2 separate regions of the Rattus norvegicus genome follow, and region 2 is linked to region 1. A link is a contact called in public Hi-C data. All regions are on one chromosome and are shown on one strand. The core of a region is the stretch at or near the end of the contact, and the rest is flanking DNA. Distances in the headings are between cores, read along the strand shown.

Evidence for each region. Hi-C and Micro-C count contacts between places; a contact is called where the count stands out from the background.
Region 2: a contact with region 1 is called in a Hi-C map of liver, with 3 times the contacts expected there. The contact joins two enhancer-like sites. A contact is called at or near these places in 9 of 12 Hi-C or Micro-C datasets (the A7r5 cell line, Schwann cells, frontal cortex and 5 more) and 1 of 1 datasets of contacts at active chromatin or transcription factors (oligodendrocytes).

What each region holds. Positions count from the first base shown.
Region 1 is chr5:79,019,088-79,025,922 of GRCr8, reverse strand. Susd1 (sushi domain containing 1) reads left to right here. Exons shown (of 15, transcript NM_001427255.1): 6 at 1,826-2,005. Among named protein-coding and RNA genes, the nearest start is that of Susd1, 48 kb to the left of the region's middle. Within about 2 kb of position 4,747, at least 45 of the 93 cell types and tissues checked have an H3K27ac peak or open chromatin away from gene starts, as enhancers often do. A contact at or near this core is called in hepatocytes and liver, where this site is marked.
Region 2 is chr5:79,215,800-79,222,825 of GRCr8, reverse strand. No RefSeq gene overlaps it. Among named protein-coding and RNA genes, the nearest start is that of Hsdl2, 20 kb to the left of the region's middle. Within about 2 kb of position 4,140, at least 6 of the 93 cell types and tissues checked have an H3K27ac peak or open chromatin away from gene starts, as enhancers often do. A contact at or near this core is called in hepatocytes and liver, where this site is marked.

The sequences.
Region 1 (6,835 bases), core at 3,498-5,997:
ACTTTATATTTTTCTTTTTTGAGTAGCATCGTACCTGCGATCTGTCATGTCAGTGACGGAGACAGCTCTACCGGTCCCTTAAGCCTCACTGCTCACGTTTTACTGAAACCCTTTGGAACTGTGTTTCTGTTGCTCAACCTTTAGAATCATTTAAGATTATATTGAGTGGTCCAGTTTAACACATGGCTACAGAGATGTGTCTGTGTGCCTTACCAATTCCATTGTTCATCCATGTTCTTCCCAAAACCTATACACTCCATTTCTTAAGACATACCTATTCTGATTTGTTTTCTCCTTAAACAGGGTTACTTTTTATTTTTTTTGGTAGAAACTGTAAGAGTCTATTAACAGCCAATAACTAGTATTTTTCAAGTTCCTGTGTATTTTTGAAACACACACTATATAATCCTTTGTCGAACATACGTATGTAATTAACTTTGGAGTCAAAGAAAGGGAAAGCCATGCAAACAGAGATGCCCATGAATTTTATACACACGAAATCTGCTCTTGACTCAGTAGTGTATCCTGGAATCTCTTCACACGAGTGCATGGATCTTTCTGGTCTTTTTATGACTGCACAGTCATACCGTGGTTTATTTGCCTCTTGTAGCCCAGGCTGCCATCAATGTTTTTCTTGCCTTCACCTCCTGGGTGCTGGGAGGACAGGTGGATTGACCACACCTACACCCAACTCTATTTTGATAAACATTTGAGTTGTTTCTGTTGTTTCAATATTACAGACAGATTTGCATACTCATTCACATTTATTTGTATGTTTTAAGTCTTTTATCTGAAATAAAATTAAAAAGTCCCCAAAAGGATGTTTGGAAAGTGGGCTTAGATCTGAATAGTGAACCCCATCACTGGAGTCAACACAACCAGTGGAATATAAGAAGGAAACTGAGTAAAGCTCAGAGGCCTTCAGCCACGGTTGCCCCCCAGAGGGCAAGGGCAGGAGACGAGAACCATGTGTTCATTAGTCCTGTGCTGTGTTGGAAACAGTCTCACTCTGCAGCCCAGGCCGGCCTTGATCTTCCAGTTGCCCTACCTCAGCCCCCAAGTTCTGGGCTTACAAGGATTTATTAAGCCAGTATTTCATTAAGTACACTTGAATTTTTGTCAGAAAAGGTACCCGTGACAATTTTGAAGATTAAAAGTCTCCGGATATACTGCACTTGTGCTCTGAAGCCTGCTTTGGCTGGCACTACAATGTATATGTAGTTTACTATCTTTTAATACAATATATATGTAGTTTTAAGGTTATAAAAAGGAAACTTGAACTCACTCTAATGCTTTCTGATCTATCCTCTCCTTTGCGAGTGACCTTTCCCCTTGAGAGCTGAGTGTGATGTGACTATAGAAAGATAAGCACTTTCTGCATTGCCTTGCTTTGAGAATGTCAAGGATTCTGTAATATTTTATTTCCTATTCAGTTGACAACAGTTGCTACAACTGCACTGTCCTCCACTGAAGAGTTAAGGATCTGAAGATACATAGTAAAAAGTTCCAGAGAACGTTAACATGTAAACGAACCCTAAGATGTATTATTTCATACACAAGGAGCTCTATACATAAGCCACCTCCTAATTTGGCTCTTCTCTCTGTGTGCACGTTTGAAAATTTCATTAAATCCAGGCACACCGGTTTCCTATGCTTCTGAATAACCTTAATTTTATATAATTACATTTGAACTATTTGAGGGAGTCGGTTTTCTCTTTTCCCAGATGAATGGCCTCTGTTATCATGAAATGTTTCTTTCTGAGAGCCTAATTGCGGGGATGGGAGTCAGGGCTCCTCACTGATGTCTTCTTGCCTTTCCTTGCAGAGATCAGCTGTGGCAGTCCCCCTGAAGTTCAGAACGCCATCTTGGTGGGGAATCACAGCTCCAGCCAGGGGAGTGTGGCTCACTATGACTGCGAGGAGGGCTTTGAGAGTCCTGGAGGAAAGATCACTTCTGTTTGCACAGACAGCGGCTCCTGGAGTGAGATCACGTATGCATGTGCAGGTACAGATTCCTTTCTGCTGGCTTCCTGTTTACCTGGAACAGCACCAGAAGGGGTGTGGCTGCCTCCCTCTGGGTCACACTCACCTCTGCCATTTACTAGGGTAGGCATTTGGCTTCGGATTTATCAGCTTAACCGTGATGATGTAGGAGGAGGATTGGGAAAATAACATACGGAGGGAATTTTACACACCCATCTTTTGAAACACCGTAGTTCACAGTATGTGTGTGTGTGTGTGTGTGTGTGTGTGTGTTTTACCGTCTCCTCTTAGCCAGCTGAGATAAAGCGACTCTATGAACCATTTCCTTGGAGGAGTGTATACTCTTGACACATTTTGATATGACAGCTTTTCAGACAAAAGATGACAAAATCCAAGGAGTTAAGTTTTATTTAACTGCATGATACTGGTTTGTTTTCAGTATGGAATCCATGGGTATTATATACGTCCACACCATGGTAGAACCGGTCTCCAGGACTTCTTTTCTTTTCTTTTTTTTTCAGAGCTGGGGACCGAACCCAGGGCCTTGTGCTTGCTAGGCAAGTGCTCTACCACTAAGCTAAATCCCCAACCCCCAGAACTTATTTTCTAAAACTGGAGCCCATCACTCCTCCTCCCCACAGCCGTTGGCACCCTGCCATTTGCCTTTGTTCTCACAGGAATTTGACTACTTTAGGCACCCCATGGAAGTAGAGTCATGAAATACTTATTTCCCTTAGCATGATACTGCTAAGGTACACCAACAATATAGGATATGTCATTTTCCTTACTTTTAAGCAGTGAAGAGTATTCTATTGTATACATACATGCATACATACAACACTATCTTTTAAATCATAGTTTTCATTTTTCTGTGTGTGTGTGTGCGTGCGTGCGCGTGCACAGGTGATTTCTACCTGTGTGTGCAAGTGCACATGGATGCCAGAAGACAGCCTAGTCTCAATGTTGTTCCTAAGGACCTCCACCTTTTTTTCTTTTCTTTCTTTTTGAGACAGAATCTCTCATTGGCCCAGAGATTAATTGGCCCAATTAGATTAATCTAGCTGGCCAGTGAAGCCCAGGGATCTGTCTGTATCTGTCTTCTCAGCACTAAGACTATGCAAGTAAGCCACCATGACCTACGTTTTTATGGAGGTTCTGGGTGTTGAACTCCAGACCTCACACTTGCTTGATAAGCACCAATGGTCCGAGCCAATTCGCCATCCCTATGAGAGAAATTTGATGACATCCATCCTGCCCATCTGTTCATCCCAAAGATATATATGTATATTTAGTGTACTCTATGTGCAAAGCACTACGTTTTTGGAATTTACAGTGTGGTAGAAGAACCAGCTTTCTCCTGAGGAAATGCAGGTTCACATGTCCTTGCAATGGTTTGTAAATAAATTCAAAGCATCATAGGCTGCTGAAACCTGTGGGGAAGGAACTCTTGGAGGAGACAGACAATTCTTACATTCAGCTATCACCATCGTATATTCAAAAGGTGTAGGCTGTGGAGTGGGGAGGAAACAGAAGATGAGAATTCAGAGATCTAGGCCACCTCATTTCGGAGATGTCTCCCTGGGTGAGCAGGGAAGCAAGAACAAGCCAGTACCATCTTGCATTTTCTCTAAAGCCAACCTCCCTAGACTGATGGTCTCTCTAACTTAGCATCGCCTCTCTGGCAGCACCTCCAGGACTTACCCGGAGGATGTAAGACAGCTCTCTCCCAGAACTGTTCCCCAAGAAATGGCTCCATAAGAGAGCTGGGTATCGCTGTGGTCTCGCTGCCCAAGGTCCTCTGCTGCCACCATTCAGAATTCAGTGGGGGCACAAGGATTAGTCACTCCATGAAAAACCAGGGGATCTGCGCGGGGCACAGTAAGCTATTAATTAGCTGATCCTTTTGCAGCACTTTGAAGAGCAAACATGTTATGTAACCGCTAATTATAATTACTGTCCTCAGCCCTCCACCTTTTACTAAGTCTGCAGCTCCAGCTGCAGCTGTTTCCCTGGGCTTATGCAAGCTTTGATTTCAGGAGAGAAAAAGGCATTCTCCCCGGGAGTGAGGCTCTTTCTGTGAGGAGGCTTGTGTGCCCTCGATCAGGATTGGCAGCTAAATTCGATTTTCACAGATAAAGGGAGGGATTTGCATGCTGATTAATTCATGCTTCTGTGCAGATCATCTCTGGAGGGGAAGGCTGGAGAAGCTTCTGGAAATGGAGCAAGAGATGTGGTTGTCATGGTTCTTGCTTGGCTGCTCCCTCTTTTCCCAGTTTTTCCTCAACCTTAAGCCATCCCGAATCCCCCAGTGTGTTTTTATTTTATTGTGTTTCACGGTTCACCTCTTCCCCTGCCGTCATCTTCCCTTGAATTCCCTCCGTCTACCCCTCTGTCTATATGCCTGTGTTTAATTTCTGACTGGGTAGGACGGATTATCTGTACACAGATTGTTTAGATTGCTTTAAAGTATCTTTGAAAGCCCCGTGCCTCTGTGTTAGTGGCTCAGATCTGTAATGTTTTTTAATAGAGTGTGAACTCTTAACAAGGTGGTAGGACTTTTTCCTCTAAGGCCAGTTTGAACTGGAAACTCCAGACAGCTGGGAATTAGGCAACTACTTTAGTGTCTGGAAAAACCCGAGGTGGAAGCTTCACATTAATGACTCAGTTTTACTTCAAGATCAAAGAGGCTGATTTGTTCTTGATAAGGCTGTCCCTGGCTCCCATTCTACACAGGTCATTTACCTTTCATGTTTCCAGTCTGGGTTAATAATTACAAGGTTAACACTCCACACTCGGTCAGTCCATCACTCCATGCTCTTAGGAGAGCAACAACTCTGTCGAAACACAGACTGTTGTTCTCCCAGGAACCTTTCTGCATCCCACAACCTGCCCCCGGCACTACTGCGAATGCTACCAAGCTCCTGTTACCCGCTGTCCCTCCTTGGCTGTCAGCCCTTCTCACCAGCCTAGCCAGTGCTTGCTTGAAGCACGTACGTTTTAAGTGGGAAGCAAGGGCTGTCTGGGATGAATGGGCACAGTACTGCATTAGCCACCGCTGGGCTGGGTCTGAGGATGTACATGACACTCATCGCTACCAATATCATTGCTGGGATCCTGCACACCAGCTGCCACACCCAGGGTTCCCTTGGGGACCCTAGTGCTTGATCTCATTTTACCCTCGAAACCTGTAAAGCAAGTATTTTCAGTTCAGTGATCTGAGACTCATGGAGGTTGAGCAATTTCCTTAGGGTCATTCTGTAACCAGTGCTCGACGGAGTTCTGATTTGAACTCAAGCCTGGAAGCCGTGGAAGCCCTCACTTGCCTGTTCATGCTGTCCCACGATTGAATTGTTTGCATGCCACCCTGACGACCTTTGATATAACTAAAGAATTATCTTCACAGCTTGTTTTTCTTAAGTAGCATATATGTAATTATATATATACACACATATATTCACAGATTTTACACACGCAGGCGTATTTAGGGGTTTTGCTACGTTGCTCAGGCAAGTCTTAAATTCCTGTTCTTGAGAGGTCTCCCTGCCCTAGTCTCCCAAGCTAAGTCTATGGACACACATCACCACGCCTGGGAGACAATCTTAGTTTTAATACACCAATCAAGGATTCTTTGTAATACAAGGTATATCATGACTCTGATGAGGTAGATGTGTTTTCCTAAAGTGCACAAAAACTAATACCCAGGGAACAATAAACATTTATTCATGTGCCACGAATATCACCGTAAAGTGTGTAATTTACTTTAGTGGTTTAGGCATGATGCTTTTACCCACTTTACCTGACTTTACCTTAGGGCTGAACACAAAGGAAGGAGGCGTAGGGCTGTTTATAGGCAAGCACACATCTGTTCCGTGATGTGTCCCCGTGCCTTGCTGCCACAGTCATCAAGTGTGCCTGCTTTGCAGTCTGCTTGGGAATGGCCTCAGAGTTTGGCTGTGGCCTCTGTCATAAGATCATCGGATCTTTTTTGGAGTCAGGAACTGTTTAGACTGGAGACAATATTGAACGTATCCACCTGAATTCATTCTTTCTGTGTTTTCAAAACCCAAAGAGGGGCCCACGTTGTAAACCAGGAGAGTAAACTAGACTGGTCCCCGATGACCCTGTACAGTGGGTCTTCTGAGAGAGTTTCCTTTCCTTCCCTTGTTATCTCTGCCTATCATGGAAGGGGAATTAGCATTACCTTCTCCTTACCATCTAGCTGCTAAACCCATGTGCTGTCCTAACCCTACCTAACCCTTCTATACTTTAGTGTTGCTGATCACCCATTCATTTGTCTAACCAATCAATCAGATAAGAAGACACGTTGTGAATGTCTTTGTCTAAGTCATTTGTTAGGTTTAAAGAGATAAGTGCAGCTTTTGCAATGACCAAGTTTCACTCTAAGAAGTAGACATTAAATAACTGATTAAAAATACAGTAAATGCCACACAGAGAAATACTAGATGTTAACTGAATATCAAAAAAAATCCACATATATGTGTGCTATACATATACCCATATACTATATTTGTACAAGTACCCTACACAAACGGGATAAAGTAAAGCCAAGCTGAATATTTTATTATCCCAAATCCAGTACAGGTTCAATAGGACCTTGTAGGGCCCTTCTTTGTGTCACACTGGAGATGCCTGTATGTCCTAGAGCTAGACAGACCCAAGGCCTGTTCTCCCTACTTCTGACCAATGTCAAACCCCAAGTCTAAGCTTGACTGGGACTGTTTCACTAAGGAAAAGGGATGCAGAGTGGGAGAGAGGGAGGTTGCCTTTGCTAGGGTGGAAGTGAAGGAGGTTGACCTTGCCTCTTGGCCTTAATGACGTGCTGTACCCTCCC
Region 2 (7,026 bases), core at 2,891-5,390, 200 kb before region 1:
GGTAGCCAGCATTTAGTAGAAAGCAAATCATTCCATTCTTTTCTTTTTGTACAAAGCTCAAGTCCAAGTTGATCAAAGACCTCCACATCAAACCAGATATACTAAAAATAATAGAAGAAAAAGTGAGGAAGAGTCTCAAACACATGGCAGAGGGGGAATTTTCCTGAACAGAACACCAATGGCTTATGTTCTAAGATCAAGAGTCAACAAACGGGATCTCATAAAACTGCAAAGCTTCTGTAAGGCAAAGGACACTGTCAATAGGACAAAACAGCAATCAATAAATTGGGAAAAGATCTTTTCCAATCCTACATCTGATAGAGGGCTAATATCCAATATAGAAAAAGAACTCAAGGGGGTTGGGGATTTAGCTCAGTGGTAGAGTGCTTGCCTAGCAAGCGCAAGGCCCTGGGTTCGGTCCTCAGCTCCGGAAAAAAAAAAAAGAAAAGAAAAGAAAAAGAAAAAGAACTCAAGAAGTGAGACTCCAGAGAATCAAATACCCCTATTTAAAAAATGGGGTCCAGAACTAAACAAAGAATTCTAAACTGAGGAATATCAAATGGCCATGAAGCATCTAAACAAATGGTCAACATCGTTAGTCATCAGGGAAATGCAAATCAAAATAACCCCAAAATTCCACCTCACACCACTCAGAATGGTAAGATAAAAAACTCAGGTGACAGCAGATGCTGTCAAGGATGTGGAAAAAGAAGAACACTCCTCCATTGTTGGTGGGATTGCAAGCTGGTAATCAATCCGGAGGTTCCTCAGAAAATTGGACATAGTACTATTCCCAAAAGATGCTCCAACACACAACAAAGACACATGCTCCACTATGTTCATAGTGGTCTTATTTATAATAGCCAGAAGCTGGTAAGAACCCAGATGTCCTTCAACAGAGGAATGGATACAGAAAATGTGTTACATTTACACAATGGATTACTACTCAGCTATTAAAACCAATGACTCCATGAAATTCTAAGGCAAATGAATGGAACTAGAAAATATCATCCTGAGTGAGGTAGCCCAGTTACAAAAGAATACACATGGTATGCACTCACTGATAAGTAGATACTGGCCCAAAAGCTCAGATACAATTCACAGACCACATGAAGCTCTAGAAGAAAGATGACCAAAGTGCAGATGCTTCACTCTTTCTTAGAAGGGGGAACAAAAATATTCATAGGAAGAAATACAGAGACAAAGTTTGGAGCAGAGACTGAAGGAAAGGCCATCCATGTACTGACACACATGGGGTTCCATCCTTCATGCAGTCACAAAACCCAGTCACTATTGGGGATGCCAAGAGGTGCATGCTGACAGGAGCCTGATATAGCTGTCTCCTGAGAGGCTCTGCCAGAGCCTGACAAATACAGAGGCAGATGCTTGTAGCCAACCACTGGACTGAGCACGGGGTCCCCAATGGAGGAATTAGAGAAAGGACTGAAGGAGATGAAGGGGTTTGCAACTCCATAGGAAAAACAAAAATATCAACCAACCAGACACCCCAGAACTCCCAGGGACTAAATCCCCCAACCAAAGAGTACACATGGAGGGACCCATGGCTCCAGCTGCTTATGTAGCAGAGGATGACCTTATTGGGCATTAATGGGAGGAGAGGCCTTGGGTCTTGGGAAGGCTTCATGCCCCAGGGTAGAGAAATCCCAGGGCAGGGCGGTGGGAAGGAGTGGGTGGGTTGGTAGGTGGCTCGGGAAGCACCCTCATGGAGGCAGGGGATAGGAGGATGGATTAGGAGGTTTCCAGAGGGGAACCCGGGAAGGAGGATAACATTTGAATTGTAGATAAAGAAAATATACAAGAAGATAGAAAAGTAAAAATAAAACTGATGTATGATTCACCAGCTACAACTCCAGCAAATTAAAGAGAGGCTCGTGCGCCTGCCACTGTACTGGTAGCAGCATTATTTACAATAACCAAAGGTTACAAGTGTTTGTTCTTTGGTGGGAATGGTAAGCCTACTGTAGCATGTGCATGTCGTGTAGTATCAGTCTTGTTTGCTTGCTTGCTTGCTTGTTTGTTTGTTTGTTTGAAACAAGGTCTCTCTATGTAGTCCTAGCATCCTGGAACTCACTATGTATGTATACCAGGCTGGCCTCAAACTCACAGCGATCCTCCTGCCTCTGTCTCCCAACTTTTGGCATTCAAGGCATGCACCACTACTCCCCATGGGGAATCATGGAGTTGACCCAGTCTAGCTGCCTTGAGAGGCATTATAGAGTTTTCAGGTTAGAGTACATGGCTCCTGGGGCACTATGTGACTTCATACTCCTCAGTCAGTGAAGCCTTCAGACCAATCTGTGTTTCTCTGTATGTTTCCTTGGTAGCCAAGGAAGGACAGAAGTCTGACGGGACCATTGGTCTTTGACATTCATCTTTTTTAAAGAGTTATTATATATAAGTACACTGTAGCTGTCTTCAGACACACCAGAAGAGGGCATTAGATCCCATTACGGATGGTTGTGAGCCACCATGTGGTTGCTGGGATTTGAACTCAGGACCTCTGGAAGAGCAGTCAGTGCTCTTCCCTTAGACGTTAATCTTGTGTGCCCTGCACAGCTTGCATCACTGTATCCTGGCAACCATACCTGAATTGATCCTGGCAACTGCCATTATATTTTGTTTCTAATAAGGGTATACAAAGTCTGATTGCTATCAATAAAACTGTCACAGCCTCTGTCTTGCTGTGGCCCCTCCAACCCAAGCCTGGTTTAATTTTTTGCTGGCCATGTCAGGTGACCTCAGCTAGGTAGGTAAGCATGGGTGTTCATAATTCCCAGTCATGCTACACAGTTTTAAGCAGTAAGGACGTGCTAGCACATGCTGCAACATGAATGAACTTGAAAACCTTAAGTTAATAGGGCCATCCATCGTAAGAAACAAATGCTATGTAACTGCAGTTATATGAGACATGTAAAGTCATTAAATATAGAAAGGAGACAGAGAGATGGTGTTTGCCCAGCATTGGTGAGAGGCGAAATGAGGAATCATTGCTTAATGGGTACAGAATTTGAGTTTTAGAATTTTGTTTTTTAAAATACTGTAGATGGATAGATGATGGACTTGCTCTCATTCAGCTGTGAACTTAATAAAGGTCAAGATAGGGCACTGAGTATGAAACTTAGGGTTAGAGCCATTCCAGGATGTATGCCACCCTGGGTGAGTTTAATTCCCTGCACTGGGAAAAATGGGTTTTTATTTAATACATTTTCTCACTTTTGCCACCATTAAAAGAATAAAGTAATTTTGAAGTGTTTTGCTCACAAGTTGTTTGCTTGCATATTGTAATATACTCCATGCATGCATTTTTCTTGGAGGCCCAAAGGGGGCGTCAGATTCCCAGACCTGGTGTTAGGATAGCTGTGAGCCACTGTGTGGGTGCTGAGAATTGAACCCTGGTCCTCTGTAAGAGCAGCCAGTGCTCTTAACCACTGAGTCGGCTCTCCAGCCTCCCCAAAATAAAATAATTAGAAGAAGAGGAGGAGGAAGAGGAGGAGAAGGAGAAGAAGGAAGAAGAGGAGAAGGAGGAGGAAGATGAGGAAGAAGAAGAGGAGTAGGAGGAGAAGAAGGAAGAACAGGAGAAGGAGGAAGAACAGGAGGAGGAGGAGGAGGAAGAGGAAGAGGAGGAGAAAGCAGCAGCAACGCAGTCGTCTGTCTCGGTGACGTATCTGTGATCCCAGTTTCTTGGAAAGGAGAAGAGTTACAAGACCAAAAGCCGCCTGGGCTACGTAGGGAGCTCAAGGGCAACACTGAGCAACTGAGTAGGAGTCTGTCTGAGAGCCACACAACATGTCCCAGAACACGACCAAACCGTAGAATGTACAACATCACACAGGAAAAGTGGTGTAAACCTCAGACTTGGCAGCCATGCCAGTGTCGGCTCATTGATTGCATCGACTCTGACACGCCAGTTTGGGGTGTTAATGATAAAAAGGACATACAGGTCAGTGACTGATCTTCACTGCCAACTGACTTCAGAATCACCATGGAAACATGTCTCTGAATGTTGCCTGTGAGGCGTTTATAGAAAAGTTTAACTGAGGAAGAGGGACTCACACTGATTGGGTAGCCCAGTTTCATGGGCTGGGCTCTTAGGCTGAGTCAAAAGAAGAAAATAATGCGAACCTCATCGTTCCTCTCTCCTCTTCCTGGCTTTGGATACAGTGTAACCAGCTGCCTTCCCCACGGGCATGGACTATGAGCCAAAATAAACCTTTCCCCGGATGTTTCTGTCAGGCCCAGCAACAGTTAAAGCATCAGCGCAGGAGGAAACCTGTGCTTTCTGCTCAGCTTTCTGATGAGCATCAGACCGCTCTTTAAATGTCTATTCTGTTAAACAACAGCAACAGAAACTAATAAGGGGCTGGAGAGATGGCTCAGCGGTCAGGAGCACTGACTGCTCTTCCAGAGGCCCCGAGTTCAAATCCCAACAACCACACGGTGGCTCACCACCATCTGTAATGGGATCTGACACCCTGTTCTGGGGTGTCTGAAGACAGCATACTCACATACATAAACTAAATAAATCTTCAAAACGAAAAGACAAAACTAATGTAGTGCTAGCATAAAGGAGGCGTGTGGACCAGTGCAGTGGACTTAGAGCAGAGAAATAAACCCATCTGTGCAGTGGACTTAGAGCCGAGAAATAAACCCATCTGTTGGCAGTTGCTTTCATAGAGTATACAGGTATCATTTGGTTTGAACCAAAAACATACTGTATTACAAGGATGCTAAGATAACCAGAAACCCACGTATATAAAACTAGATCCCACCTTCACACTCCATAGGGGGAAAATTGGCATACACCGCTCAAAACCCTAAACGTAAGAACTAGAACTCTGAAGTTCTTAGAAGAACACCCGGGGGGGTTGGGGATTTAGCTCAGTGGTAGAGCGCTTGCCTAGCAAGCGCAAGGCCCTGGGTTCGGTCCCCAGCTCCGAAAAAAAAAGAAAAAAGAAAAAAAAAGAACACCCAGAGGTAAACACTCATAGCCTGGAGTTGTTTTGACTCAGCAACAGAAGCACAAGCCAGAAGAGAGATAGAAGGTATAGGGGTCAAGCAGATTAGCACTTCTTAGGTAGAGGGGCCTCAAGTTACAGGATTGTCAACCCGCTTGCTGCCCCTTACCTGGTACTAAGTAAACTTATTTTCTCCCTAACAACTGCGCCCCCCATTTTCATGTCTGTGTGAGTTATATGTTCTTTTTTTTTTTTTTTTTTTTTTTTTTGGTTCTTTTTTTCGGAGCTGGGGACCGAACCCAGGGCCTTGCACTTCCTAGGCAAGCGCTCTACCACTGAGCTAAATCCCCAACCCCGAGTTATATGTTCTTACATGTGTGGTGGTATAATTATGTGGTGCACATGTGTTTGTGTCCATGTGGTGGCTAAAGGTTGATGCCCTTGAGGCAATGTCTCTCAATCAAACCCAGAGCTCACCAGAAGAACAGGGCTAATCTTCCTAGTCAGTTTGCCTGGGAACGAAGGCTGGAATTACAGGCAGGTTACCATGCCTGCCTGAGGCCTCTGAGCGACTTTTTCAGCCACTCTCAAAACGTGCTATCAAGGAATGGAAAAACAGCTGGGCATGGTGGGACACAGCTGTCCTTCGAGCACTAGGGAGAGGAGGTAGGTGGATTGGGAACTCAAGGCCATTCTTGACTTCACAGTGAGTTTGGTACCAGCCTGCTCACATGACACCCCCCACCTAGAAAAGAAAAGAGCAAATTGGAAGATCAATCTAGGGGCTGGGGATTTAGCTCAGTGGTAGAGGGCTTACCTAGGAAGCGCAGGCCCTGGGTTCGGTCCCCAGCTCCGAAAAAAAGAACCAAAAAAAAAAAAAAAAAAAGATCAATTTATAGAATACCCAACCAGATTTAACATCTTCTACCAGATAAACACCTAGAACCTAGCATTTATGAAAAAACTGGCAATGTAGCAAGAAAGATAACTGGCCGTATAGTTTAAAATGGGCAAGGGGGGGGGGGGCACTGTAATGACTTCATGGGTAAAAGCACTCACTGCCAAGCCTGACCACCTGAGTTTAAATGCACCTGATGGAAGGGGAGAACTGGGCTTCTGCAAGCTGTAGTCACTGTGGCACACAGGTACACGTAGTTTCAAAAAGTGATCAGTGGGTAGGTGGGTGGGTGAGGGAGCACCCTCATAGAAGCAGGGGGTGAGGTGGGATAGGGGGTTTCTGGAGGGGAAGCTGGGAAAGGGGATAACATTTAAAATGTAAATAAAAAATACAATAAAAGAAAAAAGTGATCAAAGGGGCTGGAGATATGACTCAGTGGTCAGAACACTGGCTGCTCTTCCAGAGGCCTCAAATTCATTCCCAGCACCTATGCAGCCACTCACAACTGTCTATAGTACCTGTTTCAGAGGACCCAGGGTTCTCTTCTGTCTCTGTGAGCACTGCACACATTTGTGCACAAACACACACGCAGACAAAACACATACACACACACATAAAAAAATAAAGCTAAATTTTTAAGTTGGAAAAAAAAATCAAAGATCTAGAAACAGTGCAGTTGGAGGCTGAGGCAGGAGGATCGTTTGAGACCAAAAGTATGGTTTCAGACTAAGCAACTCAGGGACACTCCAAAAACAAAAGCAAAAAACCCCATAGGATCTGAATAGAAAATTCTCCCCAAAAGACATGCAAACAGGCAACAGACGGGACCGGAAACTCCTAGCAGCATTAATACATCTAAATACCACGAGATTGCGTCACTTTGCAGCCACTAGAACGGCTAAAATCGAAAGGATAGAACATAACCAGGGTTCAAAGGATGGAGACATTGCAGCAAGGAATGTAAAACTGAAAGAAGCGTTAGGAAGCAATTTCACAATCTCAAATAACGGCCTCAACTGCTCCTGGACGTCCATGCGCACACCAAAGAGAAATGAAGGCAAACAGTCAAAACTACCGCTAGGTGGCGGTGTTACTTTAAGACTCAATTTTGTCCACTAGGACACTGTTAGCATCGGAATAGACAATTTATAA